Regions from separate parts of the Zea mays genome. Here region 1 is linked to region 2. Evidence: chromatin contacts called from public Hi-C data. All regions are on one chromosome and are shown on one strand. Each heading gives the region's core, a stretch centred on a gene start, on an enhancer-like site or on the middle of the called end of the contact. The rest is flanking DNA. Distances are from core to core; before and after follow the strand shown. Region 1 holds the start of LOC103641199. Region 2 holds the start of LOC100283340.

Evidence for each region. A called contact is a pair of places that touch in the nucleus more often than the background predicts.
Region 1: a contact with region 2 is called in a Hi-C map of tassel, with 2.1 times the contacts expected there. The contact joins the promoter of LOC103641199 here to the promoter of LOC100283340 in region 2. A contact is called at or near these places in 3 of 25 Hi-C or Micro-C datasets (ear, leaf and tassel).

What each region holds. Positions count from the first base shown.
Region 1 is chr10:71,834,585-71,839,144 of Zm-B73-REFERENCE-NAM-5.0, reverse strand. LOC103641199 reads right to left here and starts at 2,231. Exons shown (of 1, transcript XM_008664566.4): 1 at 1,204-2,231. The coding sequence starts at 2,072. The coding sequence ends at 1,536.
Region 2 is chr10:71,594,104-71,598,862 of Zm-B73-REFERENCE-NAM-5.0, reverse strand. It overlaps LOC100283340, which reads left to right and starts at 3,048. Exons shown (of 6, transcript NM_001156241.1): 1 at 3,048-3,301; 2 at 3,415-3,639. The coding sequence starts at 3,103.

The DNA.
Region 1 (4,560 bases), core at 982-3,481, 240 kb before region 2:
ATATCATAGTGGTCATGATTCAGTCTGTCTAAAACCTAAACCCATGTATTTGTAAATACACATCGATGACTAGAACAGAGAAAGCTTGTACCACAATCAAATTTTCTTAATGCCAACCAAAATTATGAACAGAAAACGGTGAACCGAACCCTAGATCTGGACGAGTTGTAGCATTTGAAGTACTAGAATCATAGAAAGCAAAATCGATCTTCAATGTTTACCTTTTTTTCTTCGGATCTGGACCACCCGACCTAATGGAAGACGATGACGATGGCGGCGTCGAGATGCGCTTGCGTTTCTCCCCACCTTCCTTCATCGGCGTCGTGGATCTTCTCAGCTTCTTGGCGATGGTGGTTCGACGGCGACGAACACCGACGGTCGCACCCGCTCCTTGGATCTTTGAGTCGTCGACGCCCACCTCCTTGCCTCCAGCCACCGAGAGCGGTCCGCCTCCGGACCCGCTCGAGCATGGCCTCTTGGAGCCCAGCTTGGCCGTCGCCGCCGAGGAGCAGCGCCGCGAGGCCCCCTCGCCGAGATGGATCGAAGTCGCCAGCGACGGCACAACAGCGCCTCCGGATTTTTCACCCCCGCGCGAGCCCGACCCCTCGCCCGGATACCGGACGTCTGGAATTCTCCACATCTAGGGTACGTGCGGCGTCCTCTAAAATTTAGAGTGCCATATAGAGTACCTTGCTGGGCGCGTAGAGGACGTGTCTGAACTCTAAGTACAGGACGCTTTACTGTGTATTGCTGGAGCCAGTCTTACTCCGCTAAAGTAGCGGACTACTCGCAGCGGACTACTCGCACGCACGATATAGCTGGCGGGTCACTCGGTGTCCGCTGTCCTATTCCCATCTGTGGCGCGGGAGGCAGAAACACCGTACAAAAAGGCATGCAGTTGCGGCGGATGATATGTGTGGCAACAACCATATATCTGGTCCATCTCGGCGTGCATGGTGGGGTAGTCAGTAGTGTGGGTTGAGTGAGGCTACAACTGCTACTAGTCGAGAAAGTCCAGCTACTGTTTGAGAAGAATAGTACTACTGTAGTAGAGATTTAGAAAATGTTGCCGGAGAAAAAGAAGATATACCTTTTAGAAAAAACTATAAATGACATATATAGAGAAAAAATACAGAGACAACCTTAGAGTTGTACATGCATGCCCTAGCCACAGCTGATCTCCCAACATTAAACACCCAAACAGAAAGAAAGAGGGAAAAGGTTTATTGAAACCAGAAACACGACGAAAAACGAAGCTGAACACTAACAATAGGCACCGCCTTTGCTCGTGCCTTTCAACTTCCACCAACAACATTTGGCGCCACTCGCGTGACGCCACGCACGCCGCCGTGCACGCGCCGGTTCACCGGCCGGCGCCGCACTCTCGGCCTTCACGGGCCGCACCAGCACAGCCTCGATCCATAACCAACAGTCCAACACCAACACCTGCCGTACGTACGTCGTACGTTACGTCCACCTCGATCGCTCTGTCGATCGTAGGCTCAGACCGTACTGACTGTACGTACGTGCCTACACTACACCAGCCTCACCGGCGCCGCGGCAGCCGCCACGGGCTCGAGGCCCTTGCAGCTGAGCGACCGTATGAGCCTCCACGGCGCCCACCCCGCGGCGGAGGATGGCGGCCGCTCGTTCCCGGCGGGGCCACCGGCCAGAGCCAGCTGCCGCGCCCTCAGGCGCCTCCTGATCTCGCCCATGTCCATGGCCGCCGGCACGCGCGCGGACCCGAACGCCATGTCGTGCCACCGCACCTGCTGCTTCCTTGGTGTTGGTGGCGCCGCCGGCGTCGCGGCCACGACGCTTGGCGCTCCGCGGCGCGCGCGCAGCTGGGGAGGCTGCGGCTGGGCCGCCGTCGTGGCCGCAGCCTGGGCGACGGTTCTTGGACGCTCCGTGCGCGCGCTGTGCCGGCGCCGCGGCCTGGGTAGGAGTGGCGTGAACTCGAAGCCGTCGTCTTCGTAGTAGTCGGAGGAGGAGGAGGAGGACAGGTGGTAGCGGTGCCCATGGGCTGCGGTGGTGAGCGCGGCGACGGATGACGGGGAGAGAGATGACCCCATGTCTCTTTCTCTCTCTCTCTCCAGATAGAGGGGGAGATGGGAGTGTATGTGAGCTCGAGGTGTGTGTATAGAAGCTAGAAAGAGGTGTGTGCCCTTTTGCGTCTTGTGAAGGCCGTGTTTGTGTTGCGGTGATGACTGATGAAAAAGTAGAGACTAGAGAGAGAGATGCCGTGATGGTTTGCCACGCCATGCCTGCCTTTTGTGGCCTCGCGGCCGCTGAGCCTGTCGTTGAATAAAACGCTTTGCTTTCTGCGTAGGTAAGGTAGACTGGTGTCTGCTGACGTTGATGTGGAAGCATCCGAAGGCTGCATAATCTGACCATGATGCACATCTATATTATACAGTACTTTTACTGTTTTAAATTACAAAAAAATATTTTCAGATGGATAGTTTTTTTAGTAGATTTTGAATATAAATCATAGTATATCTATATAAGTAAGCAAAAGAAAAATATGTTTTATAATTTAAAATAGAAAAAAATAGTTAGCATGTCTGGCGTTTTTCTAGATTGGTTTATTTTATAAATTGGAGACAGTTTTTATTAGGTAGGCTCCCTGGCTATATGTCGACAAGAAGTCACCTTGTGCTGACTATGTTAATTTTAAAATCTTCCGTTCCGGTCTCTCGGAGAGGCTAGGAGAAGGAGGCCAGTCTCAGTGGTTACTATTTCCTTTTCATGTCCCAGTTTTTAAGACTGTAGCTGTTAGAAACAATGTAAAGTTTTTATCTTCATAAAACTTATTTTATCATATAAAATTTTTACCATCGATTTCTTTACGTAGACCATGTCATGCATGCTAGCTTATTTATTTAGTGTCCATGAAACTCTTATTACGAGTGGCCTAATAGAATATAGTGTGGGTATATGTGTTTAATTTTTAGGGGATAAATGCAATCGAGCATTTCGTGTGTGTATTTAAAGAAAATAACGTGTGATCCCTCTTTATCTTTTATTACTGGCTTGTTGAAAATGGCGATGAATAAGTTCGTATTATGACGTATATACGAAACGTGCACAAAGTCTATATAGTAAAGTTTACTGTTTCGAGGGACGTACTACTGGGCTTAACAAACATACACGTGTGCACTTTACGAGCCATCATTTTAGTTCAATTGTTTCTAGATGCTTTGTTGACAAGTCGATCGAGAGAGTGACCATACCTGAAAAAGATGTACAATAAGCTAAGGTGTGTGGAAAAAGGCAGGTCGTAGAAGACATAACACCTGCGTCAAGTTTCTGGAAGCTAGGCTAGCTAGTTAACTTAGGTGCAGTTTGATTCACATATTGGTAACGTAATGGGTAACCAATAACGTTAAATTATGTTTGTTTAAGTTCAACCGTAATCGATACCACATTATAAATGGATACCTCCTTATTCAAATTTGTTACCGCCGGTATTTGAACGTGAATCGTTACCATTACCATTTACGTTACATTTTGTGAACCAAACGGCATCTTAGTTCGTACGTACAGCCAGTTCAGATTTTCAAAGAGAGAATTCATCTCCACGCTGTCGAAGCTTAAGCTTTTCTACAAGGGTCCGTTTAGATCCTTTGAATATTGAAAATTCTATTCTAAAATTCATAATTTAGATATAGGTTAATTAAGTTAATATGGTAAATATATTTTTATATACTAGTGTTGGTCACATGAGAAAGATATTTATATATGTGCTACATTTGTAATATAGGAAAACGAGTTCGAAGAGCATGTCTGGTGATACATAAAATTAATTTTCACTTCCCACTTTATTAATTTGAGATAGTTTTATATTTAAACTTTGAAAAGTGATGGGATGTTAAATAGCAAACCAAATAGCCAACCCAATTATATTACAATTCCTAAAGTTGAAGGGGTTTTGGCGCTTTTGTCAAGTTTTGAATGGAAATAGTGACCATTTTCATTATGTCTTCACTCTCGATCGGAACCAAACCTTCTGTCACTGTCAGAAAATATTTTAGCAAAATAAAGGTCGGTTCGTCGTTTCTAATTCCTAACCGACAGAAATGTCCTTCTAACCAGGGTCGGTCATAGACAGATCGGTTAACGGTGTTTCTATTTTATTTTATTTTAGTTTCTAAATTACTAAATACGTAGTTTTTATATTTATTAATTTAAAAACTAAAATAAAATAAAATGGAGGAACTAAAAATTAGTCTTTATAAACCAAACATCGTACCTGGTGTATACAATTGCAGTCGGTTCAATACACAAGCCGACGGTATTAGGGCATGTACAGTAGTGTTTAATATAGAGCCTTTTGAAGTGTCTAAAGAGAGTATTTGCAAAAAAACAATCGTGGACCGTGAAGAAAAGTCTTGGCTCATACCCAAGTAATAAAAGAAGCCTTCACTTCTCTTGTACAAATACATCGTCTGTTATATCTATTTGATGCTATACAGACGCATTCACTTATGCATTTATTAATAAACTACATCTATAGACACTCCATTATATAATAGAGTCTCTTGGTTGTCGATTGTACTT
Region 2 (4,759 bases), core at 1,799-4,298:
GTTACAAGCGTTCGCGAGGGAGAGAGAGAGCCTGTGCGTCAGCCCATCCTCCCGCGCGGCCACCCTCTCGTATGAGGGCACTGGACCTTCCTTTTATAGATGTAAGGAGAAGGCCCAGGTGTACAATGGGGGTGTAGCAATGTGCTTACGTGTCTAGCAGAGAGAAACAGAGTCCTATGTACATGCCGACGTGGCTGTCGAAGAGGTTTTGGCGCCCTGTTCATGTGATGTCGTGGCCGTCGGAGGAGCGCTCGAGCCCTGTAGGAGCACAGCTGTCGGAGCTGTCGGGTCCTTGCTGACGTCTCCTTGCTTCCGTAGGGGGCTGAGAACCACCGTCGTCATGGAGCACGCAGGGTGCCATCATTACTTGTTTTACCGGGACGAGCCAGATGGGACGCCGGTCTTGTTCCCCGTAGCCTGAGCTAGCTAGGGGTAGGGTAATGATGGCCCCCTGTGACATGGTCGGTCCGAGCCCAAGGTCAGGCGAGGCGGAGGCTCCTCCGAGGTCGAGGATGAGTCCGAGCCCTGGGGTCGGGCGAGGCGGAGACCGTCGTCCGAGGTCGAGGTTGAGTCCGAGCCCTGGGGTCGGGCGAGGCGGAGACCGTCGTCCGAGGTCGAGGTTGAGTCCGAGCCCTGGGGTCGGGCAAGGTGGAGACCGTTGTCCGAGGTCGAGGTTGAGTCCGAGCCCTAGGGTCGGGCGAGGCGGAGCTTCCTATGGCGCCTGAGGCCGAACTTGGCGGCTGTCAGCCTCACCCTGATAGGTGGCACAGTAGTCGGAGCAGCGCAGGCGGCGCTGTTTTCCTGTCAGGTCAGCCAGTGGAGGGGCGAAGTGACTGCGGTCACTTCGGCTCTGTCGACTGAAGAGCGCGCGTCAGGATAAGGTGTCAGGCGATTCTTGCATTGAATGCTCCTGCGATCCGGTCGGCTGGCGAAGCGATCTGGCCAAGGTTGCTTCTCCGCGAAGCCTGCCCGAGCTGGGCCTCGGGCGAGTCGAAGGTGTGCCCGTCGCTTGAGGGGACCCTCGGGCGAGACGTGAATCCTCCTGGGTCGGCTGTCTTTGCCCGAGGCTGGGCTCGGGCGAGGCGAGATCGTGTCCCTTGAGTGGACGGAGCCTTAACCTGAATTGCGCCCATCAGGCCTTTGCAGCTTTGTGCTGATGGGGGTTACCAGTTGAGATTAGGAGTCTTGGGGTACCCCTAATTATGGTCCCCGACAACTACCTCCCAAGCATATCAGACCCAACACACAACCACATCGTCTTGCATGATTCTAGGTCTTATTTAACTCCCCGTAATGTATATGATTACATACATGTACCTAACAAAACAATTAGGGACGGAGCCATGAAAATTTTTAGGAGGGGTTGAACTAAACTGTTACAATGACACAATCTCACTAAATCATTAACAATAGACAAATATAATAGTTTAAAGAAATTAAAGTACTCTTCTATTGAAACATCGATGCATAGATCTAATTTTAGAGAAGGCTTTAGAGGGGCTTCATGGGATCGGGAGCGGTAGGTGGCTCGAGCCCCACACGCTCTACCACTGCATCTATCCCTGAAAATAATTATATAGACTACGACCACAAGACATTCCAGCAGCCATGGGTACCGATCGATTCCATATGTGCAACAACCACCATATGTGTCGGCGTGCACATGATCACACTATAATTACAATGTTTTCATACACATTAATTTAGGCATCCAAAAACCAATGACGATGGGGCCTTCAACATCCACTCCTTCGTATGCAGGTGCTTCAAGAACTAAAACTAACAACAAACAATAAAGTGTTCAATCTAATTTTTATTTTTGTTTTTGTTTTCCATTATGCAGAGTTTCTTCAGGCGTATGGCGACGAAAGAGAACCTTTCATCATGTTTGACTTCGACCATAACACCGAGATGTACCTTCGATTGTGTCTGTTCAAGATGTCGTTGGGCTCTCACAGATGGGGGTGCACTGCCACTATGGACATAGGAATATAGGATACCTAGCCAACACCTGTAGCCACCGTGCGGCCAGAGAAATGATGAGGTCTCTAGGTCGTCACACCTACTCCTAGGACCACGTCAACGCGTAACATGGGTCAAAGAGGTCTCGACAACCAAGAGATGGTTAGATGATTCATTATGTATGCTACAATGTAACGTTATGATTGTTCGTCCAAACTTAAACTCTTATTATTGATTCCTTGGTTTAGATTTATCTCACTGCCATGACAATAAACTATATTTGACAATGTTGCTACATACATTGAAATTCTCGCTTAAAATATGAAATAAGTAGTTTATATGCTAATTATAGCCTACACCGAAGCGACCGAGACTAATTTATGAAAAAAAAATAAAATATTACATAGCCTCTCCATCCTGGAGCGATAGGTAACTGCAAAAATTTAAGGGGTATTTGCACGGTTGCCCGTGTTCACGACCCTAACTTTATTTTATCTCTGTTTTTTGAACTTTGCATCGTTGCCTCTGATTTTTTTTCGAAACGAAGCCTCTGCTTGCCCCTATTTTGTTATAAGCACATAATGGTGTTAAGTCAGCACATAACTGTGCACCAATGCCTCTCTTATTATGAACTATTACAAATTTACCCCCACTTTGATATAAAAGTTTAGAGTATAAGTATGACATAAATGCAACCATAAATTTGAGAATCAATTATTTCATATTCAAAATTTCAAATACTTTGAATTTAATGAAAATAAATTAAATTTAACATTACAAATACTTTGAAAATATAATTTTGATAGCATTTTAGCTATAATTTGACACCATTTTATATTAAAAATGTTCTCAAATTGATGTCAAATTATAGATAAAATTTATGTTAATTTTTCAGAAATTAGGGGTAAAAATGGAGTTAAAGTCGTGAATAGAGGTAAAAATGCAATTGTCCCAAATTTCAAAGTGGTCATATAAAAGCGATTGTGGCTATTTTTCAATAAACATAAAAAAGTTACCGTTACCAACTTCCCTTTATCCTGGATTAAATCGGCCCGCGAGCTGCTGACGTCATCAGTGCCTTTCCCCTTCCTTGTTTGCTGAAGTCCCTGGTGTGGACCGTGGAGTCTCAGGGAGAAGCGCATGCGCACGCCAATCGGCAATCCACCAAAGATTCCGTTCTCCCAGTCGCCTCTCCCAGTCCCAGATCTCGTTCACTCGCACTCGCGCAACCCCGCGGCCCCGCGCCTAATGGCATCCTGTGGCGCCGGCGACGCCGCGTCAGCGCAGCCGAGGGCCAGTATCTCGCACGTCATCTTCGATATGGACGGCCTTCTCCTCGGTATCTCTATCTTCTCCATGTTTTGTCGATCGGGGATGTCCATGTTCTTGGCCCCATCACCATTCCATGGGTGGAGCGCGCTGATGATCCTCGGTCTGCGGCCCGGGGCGCAGACACGGAGGGCTTCTACACGGAGGTGCAGGAGAAGATCCTAGCGAGGTACGACAAGGTGTTCGACTGGTCGCTCAAGGCCAAGATGATGGGCAAGAAGGCGGCCGAGTCTGCCCGCATCTTCGTCGACGAGTGCGGCCTCAACGGCCTCCTCACCCCCGAGCAGTTCCTCGAGGAGCGCGAGAGCATGCTCCAAGCGCTCTTCCCATCCTGTACCAAGCTGCCAGGTGTGTCATTGATGAACTTGGACGCTGTTGGCGTCGATCTGTACGCCAATCACTAGTGTAGTACCGTCTTGTGGTGCTCTCTGTGAAGGTGATCTGGACGCAGGAATGACACCTTGTTACGTGCTGGCCGAGTCAATCTGATCGCGAGGCCGCGGACCGTCCGAGCCCAAAACTGGACCGCCCGTCACTTTTAGTGTTCAACTGACGCCTTTTAGGTAGTGTTTGGTTGAGGAGCCAAGTAGAACGGAGCTGTTCTATTCCTGATTCTAGGAACGGAGCCGCTCTGTTCTGTGTTTGGTAATCTGGAACGGAGCGGCTCTGTTTTTTGTTTGGTTGCAGAGTGAACGGAACGGAGCGTGACTGTGAGAGCGGAATGGGAACGGAGCGGCTCCGTCCGGTTGATTTTTTGGAGCGGAATGGTTCCGGATCTGAGGAGAATATTCCCTAATTGGAGTCATTCCGTTCTAGTTACTTTGTAACCAAACATCATCAAAACTGGAACAGAACGACTCCGTTCTACTTGGCTCTTCAACCAAACACTACCTTAGACTTCTCATCGATCTGACAATACTGTACAATTTACTCTATGTTGACAATTACTTTGGTCCACTGGATTTATGGGGAAAATATAACTCAAAAGGAACGAACTTGAGTTCTCAAGTTGATATATTCAGATGTAATGTAATTCCATAGTTGCTCTGGCCATTTGGTTTCATGTTGCTAATTGCTATATGCTGTCCTTAACAAGATAGTCTTTGGTTTCTAGTTTCATGCACCACCATAAAATCAAAGTGGGGAAGTGAACTTTGGTAGACACACATTACTAAGTATTATATCAATCAATGAGTTAACACATACTCCCTCCGTTCTTTTTTATTTGTCGCGTTTTAGTTAAAAAATAAACTAGTGGGCGACAAATGAAAAAGAATGGGGATAGTACTATTTTTGCATAGCATTTCTGTGAACATATAAATTCAACTTTCAGATACGTGATTTGACTTTATAGGTGATGTCAAACACAATTGACTATTTTGCGCTAACTTACATTTCACGGTATCATATGGAATATGTTGCATATGGACTTCAGGCTTTTTGATGCTAATGCTGTCCAATTATCCAT